Linked DNA regions of Zea mays: all the other regions are linked to region 2. The links are chromatin contacts, called in public Hi-C maps. All regions are on one chromosome and are shown on one strand. Each heading gives the region's core, a stretch centred on a gene start, on an enhancer-like site or on the middle of the called end of the contact. The rest is flanking DNA. Distances are from core to core; before and after follow the strand shown.

Region 1 (5,030 bases), core at 1,095-3,594, 140 kb after region 2:
TGAAACATTTTATGTCACATATAGAGACTAGAAAAACAGAAGAACGAAAACAAGGGAAGGAACATAACTTGCACTCCTAAGATTGATACCAAGGTCATGGTAGCACACCAAGTTCAGCTAAACGCTCTCGTCATTAATACAGAAAATACAAGTAAAACACCATCGCTGCTCTAGTTTATGAACAAACTTGTCTGCGTTTGAAAGGTATAGATTAGCCGCCTTCTTTTTCCACAAAAATAGCTCTGAAATCTCAAACAGAATTGACAGAGCATGTATACAAGGTAATGTAAGTTGATAATGGGAATAGGCTAAAAGGCAAAGGCCGCAGAAATAAAACAGCCTGTCCAGATATGCTAAGAAAATGACAAGGCTCAAGGTAGCATGCTAGTATCTTACCATCCCACACATTATATGTTACATAAAAGGCCCTGTTTGGCACAACTGCTGCTTGTTGAAAAAGCAGCTTATCTGAGAAGCTGGTGAAAGGCAGCTTCTGCTTGTTGGCTGCTTTTAGTGTATTCTGAGAAGCAGCTGAACTAATAAGCTGCTGTAGAAGCTGGCTGTTTGGCAGAACTTCTGCTTAAATTTGTGAAGAAGCTGAAAATAAGCTGTGCCAAACAGGGCCAAAAACCCAAGATGAAAACGAGAGAAAATGATACTGACAGAAATTAACACAAGACGAATGCAGTGGAACATTGGAAGAGCAAGCATACCTTTCTTCTAGCATTGCAGACCCTTCTTCAAATAACTCCTCCACGGAACCAATGGAGGCAGACTTGCCTCCAAGCTTTCTAACTGAACTATGCGACCTTCTACGAAAAAGTGACTTCAACTTGTTCTGATTTTTCTTTGGAGACAATTGTGGCGATGTCAGATGATCGGACGGGATAATGTCAACTACGACACAGGTGGTGTCATCCTTTAGCCCGCTTGTTTTCAGAGCTTGCTGCATGTCAAATGATAGAAACTGAGCCAACCGTAGCTGCACCATTGGGCGCCTCAAAGTAGTACAGCTAAATGCTGAATTACCTTAACGACAAGCTTCGCTGCCAGTTCTGCAGGCAATCCTCTGCATGCTTTTGCAGCTGCTTCATTGGACAACGCGTCCCATATGCCATCAGATGCTATTATCAGTCTTCCTCCGGTGTTTGATAGCTGAAATTACAAAAGATCACAGAGAAGCAGCTTTGACAACTCAGCATAACATGCGTCTCAGAAAAACTCAAGTACAGACCCCTGCATTTCGTAATTTATATCTAACCTTGACTTGCTTGACATGTGGAATGGGCACAATGAACTCTCCAACATCCATGTCCCCGATGGATCTTGAGAGGCACAAGCCACCAGGCCAGCACCGGAGAGGGCCGACCTAAAGTCCCCCAACATAAGCATTCATGCAGGAATTGATTGAGGATAAGCAAGTTACTGATTCACTCGAACTGAAGTGGTTTACCTCCTGGCCGCCAAAGAGATTGAGCCGGCCTACTTCCCCACCGCTGGCCGTGACGCGCTCCCGCTCCTCTGCATTCTCCTCCAGGCGGTGGTCCACGGTTAGCAGCTGCAACTCGCCGCCCTGCGTGTCCAGGATGCAGCGCGAGTCACCCACCGACGCCACCGTGACCGTGAACCCATCGATGACCACCAGTGTCGCCGTGGTTCCGGACACCTCCCCTTAATAGGCACACACACAGACAGAGACAGGGACGATAACTACGTTGACCTCCAATCTCGACTGCAAACGGTACTGGGCAGTAGCATGGCACTCACCCTTGCGCTGGAAATCGATGTCGGCCTTGACGAAGCCGGCGACGAGCGCGCGCGGCAGCGCCTGCAGCCAGTCTTCGCGGCCGATGTCCGGCGACAGCGCGCTCATGACGTGCTCGAGCAGATGCTCCTTGCTGTAGACCGCCGCCGACACGCCGTTGTGGCCGTCGAACACCTGCGCGCCAGATCCACGCGGCGGAGAGGCGTCAGAACAGGGCGCAGCAGCGCGCGCGCGCGCGCGAGAGAGAGAGAGAGAGAGAGGCGGGCGGGAGGGCGGTACGTACGGCAAAGACGGAGAACGCGGATGCGGGGTCCCCGGGGACGCGGAGGCAGTCGGGCTTGACGAGGAAGTAGTCCTCGCCACGCTTGGCAAAGCCGGCGTGGCCGTAGCGCAGGGCCGGGCGCTCGGAGCCCCCCGCGCGGAGCTCCCGGCCGATGAGAGTCGCCAGGGGCAGCGCCGGCGGCAGGCGCCTCTCCCTCGCGGCGGTCGCCATCGCCGCCCAGGTGGACAGTGGTGGTCCGCCTTTAGATAGACTTTAAGCTGGCACTTACCTACCGTCTTGGGTTAGGTCCTCAGAAGAAGACAGCGACCAGACCATTCGTGGCAGGAGACGGCAAGCAATGGAGCCCCTTCCTTAGCTACCGCATGGTAGTTAATTAACTGACCCGAGCAGAGCAAAGCAAAGCACGGCCCAGACAGACTTTCTTCTTTGATCTTCATATTAGGGATGAAAACGGACAGGGTACTTGAAACGGGTACCGAATACGTGTACTAATCCGGGACCATTCGTGGTAGGAGACGGCAAGCAATGGAGCCCCTTCCTTAGCTACTGCATGGTAGTTAATTAACTGACCCGAGCAGAGCAAAGCAAAGCACGGCCCAGACAGACTTTCTTCTTTGATCTTTATATTAGGGGTGAAAACGGGCAGAGTACACGAAACGGATACCGGATATGTGTACTAATTTGGGACTATTTTTCGGATACGAGTATTTTTTATATTCGGAACGGATACAGATAATACCTGGATAGTACAGCTTCGGATTCAGGTCGGATACGGAGCGAGTACTACCCGGTAAATACCCGGATATTCGGGTCGGATTCGGGTACCCGTTTTTTCTTTTTCTGCATAATAATATAGTTATAAAATCATAACTTTTACATATGAAATCGGATAAAGATAAAGTTTATATGAAAATTGTAGAGCTCGATGAGATCTATAACTTTGTAGTACAACACATTTTTGTTTAAACATATCTTTAGGCCAAAATTATTAAAATAATGTCTAGATTTATATCAAAATAATAGACTTTATCATTTCATGTGAGGACTTAAGATTATCTCCATGTGGGAACTTAGGATTATCTTTTTATAAACTATTTATTAATATTGGTAACTTATTTGTAATTTCTGGTCGACGATACAATATTTTTATGAATTTAATTGTATTTTGATGATTTTCTACAACAAGAAATTAATAATACACCAAATAGCCTAAAAATTTATGAAATTTTACGGGGACACAACATATATCCACATATAGTTCTCAAAAACATTTGGACTATAAAATTTACAAGATGTTGGAGTTTCTTCCATTCCACTCCCACTTATTGCGTAAGTTACACGTGAAATCATTTTATGTATCGAAGTTTCAACATAATTAATATTTCACTTATCATTTTCATGTGGCGACTTGAGGTTTTATTTGAATAGAATGTTTATTTGTTTTGGTAAGCTTTTTGCAATTTTGGATCAAAACTAGCGTATTTATGAATTTTAATTATATTTTGATGATTTGATGTAGAAAGAAATTAATAATGTACAAATAGCCTCAAAAATCTATGAAATTATACGAAGGTACAACATATAGCCACATATAGTCATAAAAAATAATGGGACCATAAAATCCACAGGATGTCAACGTTTCTTTTATTTTATTTCCACTTATTGTGTGAGTTACACGTGAACTCACTCTAAGTATCCAAGTTTCAACATAATCAATACTTCACTTTACCATTTTTATGTGGGAACTTGAGATTATCTTCTATTAAATGTTTATTAGTATTAATTTACTTGCAATTTTGTGGTCGAAAAATAATATTTTATGATAACCAATTAATGCATTATCCGACAAGTATCCGATATCCGATCAAATAATATTTGTATCTGTCACTTATCCGCCCCGATAAATATCCGGTCCATGTATCCGTATCCGTCCCATTTCTAACTATCCGTATCCGATTCTAAATCCGTTTTAAATACATTAGGGTAGGATACAGGATGAGCTACTATCCGTCCGTATTCGCTCGTTTTCACCCCTACTTCATATACAGACGTAAGATCAGTGGCGGCCAGGATACTTATAAGGGTAGGGCTAGAGATAACATTAAAAAAATATTTGTATCAGCTAAAAATTTTAAACCACAAAAATGCATAGATAATAACACATATAAACTTCATATGAACACAACAATTGTAATTTAACGTAAAATTGACTAAAACAAGTGGTTACCTAATTAAGAAAATGATAGATCTTTGTCTCAATGACCAATTCATCAATTACTTAGGTTGCTTTCATCGACAATAGAAACACTTGTGATGTCCTGTTCTTGATTTGTAACATTTAAGAACAAGTGACCAACATTGGCGCCCACCTCCGGTGAACTCACATCCATAACTGTGAGGATGGCTCTGCAAAGCAACCAACCTTCGGTTATGAAGCTAGTGCTCCCGATCACAGGCGGTTCAACTTCTGAACCAGATAACAAAAGGCAGAAGAAAGAAGCACAGAGAAGGGTACAACATGTTGGGGTGCAGGGACCCTTCATCAAGTCCAAATGGTCTCATATTCCAATCACCTTCTCCCAGGAAGACCTTCAGCTTAAGGATTATCCCCACAACAATGCAATGGTCATATCTTGTGTTATCAAGGGATTTCTGGTCCATAATGTCCTGGTGGACATAGGCAGTGCAGCGGATATCATCTTTGCAAAGGCTTTCAGGCAAATGCAAGAGCCAGATGACAAGATACATGATGCAACACATCCTCTATGTGGCTTCGGAGGGAGACAGATAGTGGCACTTGGCAAGATAACAATGCCAGTCACCTTCGGCTACATTCACAACACAAGGACAGAGCAAGTTGTCTTTGATATTGTTGACATGGAGTATCCATACAATGCAATCATTGGTTGAGGGACGCTCAATGCCTTCGAAGCTATCCTCAACCCAGCATACCTTTGCATGAAGATACCATCGGAACAAGGG
Region 2 (4,552 bases), core at 449-2,948:
ATAGCACTTCGATCTGATTAGGTTCTGAGATTTGCTGATGTTTTTGTTTTGGGTACACCCAGGTGACCCATGCAGATTTCAAGAAGGCAAAGGAGAAGGTGATGTACAAGAAGAAGGAAGGTGTTCCGGATGGTCTCTACATGTAGCCAATCTATTCATCATGCCGAACAAGTTACCCGATTGTGTGTGTACTAGCACATCTCTTCATCATGGGAGATATGTTACCACAATACTTGTTGCATACTGTGCTAAGTGGTCAGGAGAACCTTGTATTAATTAATTATCCTTTCATTGTCTCAAAGTAAAAATTTCCCTTGCGCTAAAAATATGCATCCGTTCAGCATCCGTGTGACGTGTTGGCAGCTTGATCGCATGGTGACTATTGCGTACACGAAATTGCAACTTATTTGAATGAAAAAATTGGATATTAGAGGAAATTCGCATCTCTATATATATGTAGTTTGTTGTGAAGCAAAAAAAAAAAAGGAAAATGTTGAGAAATAACTAAAAAGGAAAACTATATGTATGAATGGTACAAAATCTAAAATTTTATCAAGTACTAACGACATGCAGCACATGTACCATGTGTCTCTCTAAAGTACGGCTGAGTTAAACCAGCTTAGAGCATCTCCATCTTCAAAAGACTTTTTATTTTTGACTCTCTATTTAACTATATATTTATCTTTTTATAAATATTACACTTTATTTATAGCAGCTTACTACAATAGACTATCTATCTAATTTTGCTAGTTAGATGGCTAGCCAAATTTAGCTAGTGAGAGAGCTAATTTTGAGAGTCAGATAGTTTGGCGAATCAAATAAATAGTCTGTCGAAGAGTTATTTTGCTATTGAATAGCCAAAATTTGATTTAGCGAACCATTTAACTAGTCTCTTGGAGAAGCTCTTAGACCATGTTTAGATCCTCCCGTCTAATTGTTTGCCGGTGTATGTTTTGAGCCTTGGCTAACAATTAGTATCTATTAGCAAGCTTAATGAGCAAACAATTTGTCTAATTGTTTGCCGGTATATGTTTTGAGTCTTGGCTAACAATTAGTATCTATTAGCAAGCTTAATGAGCAAACAGTTTGGCAGCCATCCGACTAACAATTAGCTAAGCCTGTTTGAATACCAAGATGCTAAAATTAGCCACTAAAATGTTTGTCACACGAATCAAACAGACCCTTATTTTGGTCGTATTTTTTCTTCTGTTTGATTATGCAACTTCTCTCTTTTTCTAGCCCTTCTATCAAACACATCCACGCCAAAGAGGGTTGTCTGTTGTCTCCAGCCGAAGATTGGTACTCGTCCCATAGAGAGGATATAAATATGGGAAATTTGGATACATATCATTAAAAGATCACCACTTTGGATCCATACCATTACTATCTCACTTACATGTAGGTCCACATGAGTCAATGACATGTGGGGTCCATGGTATATATCTAAAGTTTGGATCTTTTAATGGTATAGATCCAATTGTTCCTATAAATATAGATATATAAAATCAGGAACAAAAACAGAGAGAAGGAAAAAAAGGGAAAAATTACTGAAAAGGAAAAGGTTTGAAATAGAATGGCCCATGCGAAGGCCCGTGGGGGTGTGCTACAGCTGGGCCGAACAACCCCGGACTGGGCTACGGCTCCGTTCATCTTCACCTGCGTCCGCGTGTGCTGTCTCCCTCTTTCTCTCTCTGCGACGACTGGGTGGGCTACCGCCGCCGCCGCCCTACGTTAGATACCGAGGCCTTCGCCGGCGACGAACACCCGCCAGGTATTCCGACCCCTTCTCTTCCCTTCCTGGTGTGCGAAAGCCGAAACCGAGCACCCAAACTCTAAGTTAGTTGGCTATTTGATTTCTACTACCTTCCAACTTTTTTTGCAAAATCTGTCCGCCCATGCCAGGGATGGCGACCACAGCACTGCTCCGGGCTCTCCGGCGGCCCTCATCCGAAGCCGCGCTGCGATTGGTGAGTAGAGTATGCTCTCTTTTAGCAATTTGGTAATGATACAATTAATATTTCGAGTAGTAAGCTATATATGGACTACAATGGGAGCTCCCCCCCTCACCTGAACAATAGCATGTGGGCGTTTGCTCTCATGTCATCTCAAATAGCTTACGATCATCCTGTTGAATAGTAGCCACCACCCACCAGTATAGGTTACTTTTAGGGAGGTAAACGATGAAGCAACTTTCATGGGAAAACTTATGTTCACTGTTGCAGTTTAAACATTGATGGCGCCATTTGCCTGCTACACATGATTTCTTTTTTTATTGGATTTGAAGATTTGTGTGAAATTGATTCATTTCATGGAATTTCTTGATGACTGCACAAACAGGGGACAGACGGCAGTTTAAACTTGCATGTACACCTTTGTTAAGCTAGGATTTGCTTGTTTACGGCACCAAAAACTGTACAACTTTGTAGGTTAGGTAGACAGTTCATTTTTTTGATCTATTTCAAAAGTAAAGTACTCTGTGCCTTTTTCTTTGTTCGGCATGTAACCAAAAAAAAACAGAATGCCTGCGAAGCTGTCTTTGCTGTATGCCTTATTGTCATCCTTTTTTTTTTCATTTATTGCGTAGCTGCACACATTTTACTAATTTCCATCCATTGCTGGTATGTGGTGTAGGCTACAAAGGCAAATGTGCAAACAACTAATGGATATAGACATCTGAATAACAGGAACCTAAGCGTTTTCAATGAGTTTTCTAAGCAACTAAAGGGTGAGGCCAAGAGGTATGTGTTACTTTGTAAGGTCTCCACCATCATGAAATCTTAAACAACTGAAATACTGCTGAATCACCTTTACCGTACAATTACGACGATTAACATTTGTTCACTTTATTTATTTGTTTATCATATAATTTTTATTTTTATTGTAGCAATCCTGAATTCCAGAAATCCATGAAGGAGTTCAGCGAGAAACTTGATGTGGTGAAGGAAGATCTCAAAGTAAGGTAAGTTGAAAAATTATTGTACTTGTTGTACCGACATCAGAGTGCTACCAAAGAAAAAATAGCAAGGAGTAAGTCCTGGCACCATAGAGTATGTTTATGAATTCATGACATCAGAGCCTTAGCACACATATATTTATAGAGGTTTAGATCCCATTAGCGTAATACCCTATGTCCTCTTTGGTGGATGTATTTGCTCTGGTGGGATGAGTTGTATGGCCAGAGAGCTCGAGCCAAGCTCATTCTACCTGTTTATAAGCGTGTCGCTTGCCTTATTCTATGTGTGTTTCTTGAACCCTAACTGAGTTTCTAGGGTTTGGGTTCTATGTTGCTCGTGTTGGGCTTACCGATAGGGGTGGATATCGAGCCAGCTCGGCTCGGCTCGACCGAGCTCGAGCTGGCTCGTTAAGGAAATGAGCTGGCTCGACTCGACTCGTGAAGCAATCGAGCCAGAGAACCAGCTCGGCTCGGCTCGTTTGCGAGCTCGAGCTGGCTCGTTTAGCTCGCGAGCCACAACAAAAAATAGTATACATATGTATATACAACAATATAATCAATTGCTAGTTAATTTCATACTAATTTAACACTAGAAAAGACTAACAATACTCTGAATTTTATACATCACATCATTTAAACTTTAAATTAACATAGTTCATCACTTATTAATTCATCCAATACATATATAGGCTCTGTTTTGCATATAAATGCTAGCTCATTCGAGCTAACGAGCTGGCTCGAGCTCGTGTCGAGCTGGCTCGTTAACGAACCGAGCTGAGATGTTAGCTCAGCTCGTGACAAAATTGAAACGAGCCGAGTCGAGCCGAGCCGAGCTGACCACGAGTCGAGCGAGCTCACGAGCCACGAGTATTTTGTCCAGCCCTACTTACCGAGCTATTTCAACCTCTTTCCCACTTCACTTAACTTATATATGTTGCTCTATCTCTCCCCTTTATAGCCCAAGGAGGGGCATAGGTTGTATGTCTGCTCTACTTGTGGGACCTACCTATCACCGGGTCAACTACCCCCGTCTCATACGGTCTTATACTTGTACTACTGCAGGCTCTATACATCGTAGCCATGTAATGCACGTCAGGCATGCGTCAGTGTTAATCATTCCTATTGTGGGGACGTTCTAAGTGTCTGTTCAAAGTGTGGACAGTGGACGAGTGCTTTAATGGCACCAGTACGCCATAACAGGAGTTTAGTACTGTTTCTCGTACTTTTAATACGTGAATACCTAGTCATGACTACAATGATTTTACCATTCCCTAGTAACGAGCATGATTGCCTGACCTAGTATGGTCTTAAATGCGATACATCTGCCTAGGGTAACGTGTACACCTGCCCTTGAGAGCATATCAGGATGAAGGTGTGACTGTATCATTGTAAGGTCTCCCATCCATAGTTTCAAAGGTGTCGTGCAGGCGTCCAGGCACCCAAAAATTCTAGGCATCCCCGTCGCCTAGCTAATAATCAGCAATAGAGTCAAGAGGAGAAGGGGAAGAACGGAAGGAGATCAACCAATAAGCCTAGCAGAGACTTGGGGGAGCGGGAGTTGCCGCGCAGAGACTCTGGGGGTGGCGGCGCAAAGACTCT
Region 3 (4,636 bases), core at 1,762-4,261, 240 kb before region 2:
CATTGTACCAGTGAATCCCTTGAGATGCTTTAGTGTGCTCAAATAAAAAAAAAATACAGAAATAATATGAGTTTGCTATGACGGTGCCTCATGACAAGAAGCCAGTATGGAATCAGGTCAAAATAAAATAAAAAGAAACAAAAATATCAACAGACAAAACACAAGCACATCTGAGTAGGGACACACATGGATAAGTGGCTCCAATTGAATGAAATTACCTCTCCATAATTCTTCAGAGCCATGGCAAAATGTTTAATCGCCACCTACTTCGGGGTTTGAAACAAGGCCATAAACACATGATGGGAAATTAGAACATTGGCAGACTGCAGTTGAACAAATACAGAGAGAAGGTCTTGTCTGAGAGACGGGATGCGTGGAAACATTGTAGCCTTAAATCACCAATTGAATGATGTGCAAAATAGCTAATAGTACCTGTATCATAAATACATACCTGTATCATAAACACATACCGCTCTTTTGGGTAATCCCAGCGTGCAATATTAGAGATTAATACAGCTACCTGCTGTGCAATCTACAATTACAGCATTTAGAAAATAGTCTCATCAATACACATCATGTGTTTACCATCATATGACTCAAACTGGATGCATATTATCTAGTGCATACCTGGCTATTCCCATGTGTGTGCTTTGCAAAAAAAAATCCCAAAGGTGGTGCTCCTCATTACAAATTCCACTGCACCGAAGAAATTTTAATCTGGTAAGTGAAATGCCAGACTATTATCATTTGAGTGTGCCACTGCAGCTGTGTTTATGTTGGGTAATAGCTAAAGCAACATAGTAAATGAATTACTCTTCATCGTTTTGCCTCTGAACTCCCACTACTGGATACTGTGACAAATATAGTGTAATTGTATATTCCTGCCTGTACCTCAGAGCGAACTGAAGTTCATCTGCAATTGTAATCAAGAAAAGGTTGACATTTAGATAGAGCCAATATTTCAAATTAAATTGAATATATACACAGTATTTCATGTTGGGAAAAAAATTGAGGCACTTTGAAGGCAAAATCATGACCACCCACTGATCACTATTCCAATCTAAGAGTTGGTGATAGAAATGTGTAATGCTGTTAATCCATCTGGAAGCACTTAGCACTAGTCAGATGTATTTGACGACAAATTTGAAAGAGACGTGTACCAGTTGCCATCTTTCTTGCGATCATTTTCCCTTTCCTTGGCCCTTATGGGCTGGGTAAACTTCCTTGCCAGGTCCCAACATTCCTTCCAGCAAAAAAGGCAGACCATACATCTTTGTGTGCTGACGAAAACCAACCTGACAGATTGATCTAACTGTATCACCAAATATCAAGTAACAACGGACAAAGCCCTGTCTTTCGATTTCTTGGAATACAACAAGGATGTTTGTGTTTCTATCACTGCGAGCAAGCCCGTTTAGAAGGGCAGTAAGAAGATCCTTTGACAGCCTAAGCCTATTCCTCAGAGACTCCTTAAAAAAATCAGTAGCCTTATCAAATTTTCCTTGTCTGCATAATCCATCAACCATTATGGTATAGGTGACTTCATCTGGAGCAATATTTGCTACTTCTGTCATGTACGCAAACATGTTGTCCGCCTCATAGGCCTCTCCTCTTAAGTAAAACGAATGGATGAGTGTATTGTATGTCACAGCATTTGCAGGAAACCCTTGATTACAGACCAGTTTCATAGCTACAGAAAGCTTATCAGCGATGCAAAGACTATGAATGAAAATGTTGAGCGTGCGTGTGTTGGGTATGATACATTTCTTGATCATGTCTGCCAAGAGCTCCAGAACAGCTGGCCATCTGCCCATGTCACACAGTCTGCTCATCACAGTGTTGTAAGCAACAACAGCAGCGCAGAAATTTAAGTCTGTGCTCCTCTCCAAGATGGAAATGGCTTGTGAAAACCTCGAGGTACAGCAAAGGCAATTTAGAATGATGCTCAAAGTAAAAGCTGTGGGATGCAGCCCTTTACATTGCAAGGCCTCAAACTGCTTGAGTGCTTCCTTAGCCATGCCTTTCTTGCCAAGAGCATCCATGTATATATTATAGGTAACCGTACTGAGCTCGTGGCCCTTAGTTTCAATCTCTGCTAACACCTGCTCGACCTCAGCGAACCTGGCATCGTCACACAGCGCCCTTATCAGAACATTGTAAGTGACAGCATTGGGAGGACAACCGGCATCCTCCATGAAGCCAATCAGGTTGGTAGCCTCCTCGATCTGGCCCTGACGACAATAGCCCTGCACGATGGGCGTGTACGTGTGCACCATGGGGCGGCACCCTTCCTGCAGCATCCAATCGAGCACGCCCCAGGCCTCGTCAAGCTTCCCCGCCCGGCACAGCCCCGTGACGAGCGTGGAGAAGGTGCCGACGTCGGGCAGCAACCCGTGGCGCCGCATGGCGTGGATCTGGTCGTAGGCAAGATGGAAGTCGGCGGTCCGCCACGCGTACAGCTTGACGAGGATGTTGAAGGACGACGCGTTGGGCGCCACGCCCGCCGCGAGCATTCCGTCGAACACGCTGCGGGCCTCCACCGCGCGGCCGGCCTCCACGAGCGCGTTGAGGAGCGTGTTGTAGCAGAGCACGCTGGGCGGGACGCCGGCGCTTGAGGTGGAGAGCATGAGGTCGGAGAAGAGGTGGACGACCTGGTCGACGTCCCCGGCGCGCCCCAGCGGCGTCATTGCCAAGTTGCAGCCGCGCTCCAGCTGCTGCAGCTTTGGAGGCGGAGTTTGGTGCGGGGAGGCTACTTCCGGCTCCACGATGGGGTTGGTAGGGAGGGTATTGGCGTCGTCGGAGTCGTCGGAGGACGATGGGGAGGGGGCGGGAAGGACGGCGAAGGCGGCGGCGGCGGCGGATGAGTAACCCATTCGCCCGCGCAGGAGCCGAGCGGTGGGGAGGAGGGCGGCTGCGCACGCAATGGGTGCGACGGAAAGGGTTGCACCGGCCGCCGTGGCGGTGGGGCTGGAGGTGGTGGCGGCGCCGTGGTGGGAGCTGTGATTTGGCTGTTTCTCTTTGGGTTGTGAGATGACGGAGTGGAGGGGGAGGGGGTTTTGGGTAAGCAATGGTGTGGGTGGGAGGCGGCTATTACTGGAGCCGTGCGATGTGTGGTGGAGATGAGCGCACCCGGCTTAGCGTTTTATCTTGACCGTTGGATTATTGCCCTTCCGCGTGTGCGCCATCCGGTCCGGCGTCCGACACTAGCTAGCCACTAGGCTCTTGCTTGACCCACGAACCATGCATCTTTTTTATTTGTCGACAAATATTTGAGAATCTAGATATACGTGAATGTAAAGAACATTTTTATTCCTAATGGGAACATAAAACGTACAACAAAATTGCATTCCAGATTTCCTTCTCAAACAACAATCTCGGCGTCACCTCGCTAAACAAGGGATAAAAATCAACTAGGATGGATGCCTGGCCATGATTTGAGAAGGGGGAGGGGAGAAGATCGAGTCAGTCATGTTGGAAGGACAGCTATAAAAACTCTGGCCATCCACATTGACCGCGGTAATCCAATCCAATCCAATTATATTTCGGAAGATCAGGACATGCTCTCTCTGCACTGCACTGCTGTGTCATACCGCGATTCAACTGTCTGTCAGCACCTGAAAAGAAGCAAGCACCAGGTTAAGCATGCAGTCTTTTGTGGGTTTCTATTATCACCCACCAATCTATATGACCTCACAAAGCAATGCCTGCTCCACGTAATGCTCCATACAATCCAGTAAGCAGCTATGCACTCTTATGCAGTATTCAGGGCCTGTTGCAGCTGAGCAAACGAAGATGGATGGATCCTGCCGATGGCAGCGTTGAATGCTGCATCCCCATGGAAAACAGCACATGCTTTTAAGTTCTCTCTTAACACCATCTCTAGCGATGTTTGTTTGATAGGATCTGAATCCTTTACCTAGTCAACAACAACAACAACAACAAAAAATCATAAACAGTGCCCTTACAGAAGACCTGCATGTATTTGGAAATGAATAGCTAGGTAAAGCATGCTATACCTGGCGCTTTCTCAGCTCTTTGCTTGAAGTGTTGGAATAACCTGAACCATCGTTGCCTATCCATGAAGAGCTTGTGATATCGCCGCTGCAAACAAAAAAAGGCTTAACAAGAAATAAATAAAAGAGCCTTAATCGTATTAAAATGAAGGATGAAAGGATACCTAGTATCGTCATCAGTCTTTACTTCACGGCTTCCTATAATGACAGTAGTGCAGACACTGCATTAAATCATATAACTCATCGGTACGTAACCCAACCACCAACAAGGCAAACTTTCAGTTTCAGTTAAATGCCCAAGAAACATCTTACCTCAGTATGTCATCAAGTTTGTCAATGACCTGAGGTACCTGTAATGTCAGGATTACAGAAAGTGCCATTGCGTATTCCTTCTGCTGTATAGCATTTGCGTCATCTACCTGTCCAATGACATAGTGCTTGTTAAAATAGTACACCACAAAAACCACTGAGCTCTTCAGCATCACCAGGTCAAGATATATGTGTTGAAACAATAACATGTTAGATATATCAAATGCACAACATAATTTATGTTACAAATATAACAAATGACGGGATCAAAAGAGCCTACTAGAACCATGTATCTCAATCTTTAGAACGAGATG

What was found. Hi-C and Micro-C count contacts between places; a contact is called where the count stands out from the background.
Region 1: a Hi-C map of leaf shows a contact between it and region 2, with 2.4 times the contacts expected there. The contact joins the promoter of LOC100272395 here to the promoter of LOC100193036 in region 2. A contact is called at or near these places in 3 of 25 Hi-C or Micro-C datasets (leaf and tassel).
Region 3: a contact with region 2 is called in a Hi-C map of ear, with 3 times the contacts expected there. The contact joins the promoter of LOC100281543 here to the promoter of LOC100193036 in region 2. A contact is called at or near these places in 11 of 25 Hi-C or Micro-C datasets (bundle sheath, ear, endosperm and 5 more).

The regions. Positions count from the first base shown.
Region 1 is chr2:224,725,398-224,730,427 of Zm-B73-REFERENCE-NAM-5.0, reverse strand. It overlaps LOC100272395, which reads right to left and starts at 2,344. Exons shown (of 7, transcript NM_001146875.1): 1 at 2,049-2,344; 2 at 1,768-1,939; 3 at 1,454-1,671; 4 at 1,262-1,369; 5 at 1,030-1,155; 6 at 714-946. The coding sequence starts at 2,258.
Region 2 is chr2:224,868,316-224,872,867 of Zm-B73-REFERENCE-NAM-5.0, reverse strand. LOC100193036 reads left to right here and starts at 1,698. Exons shown (of 15, transcript NM_001138204.1): 1 at 1,698-1,771; 2 at 1,903-1,967; 3 at 2,632-2,738; 4 at 2,885-2,959. The coding sequence starts at 1,905. It overlaps LOC100193364 (26S protease regulatory subunit 4 homolog), which reads left to right. Exons shown (of 5, transcript NM_001309877.1): 5 at 63-298. The coding sequence ends at 146.
Region 3 is chr2:225,113,391-225,118,026 of Zm-B73-REFERENCE-NAM-5.0, reverse strand. LOC100281543 reads right to left here and starts at 3,011. Exons shown (of 6, transcript NR_158758.1): 1 at 1,161-3,011; 2 at 814-913; 3 at 628-696; 4 at 452-532; 5 at 219-323. LOC103647957 (importin-11) reads right to left here. Exons shown (of 24, transcript XM_035965529.1): 20 at 4,326-4,432; 21 at 4,178-4,211; 22 at 4,017-4,101; 23 at 3,695-3,916; 24 at 3,285-3,614. The coding sequence ends at 4,202.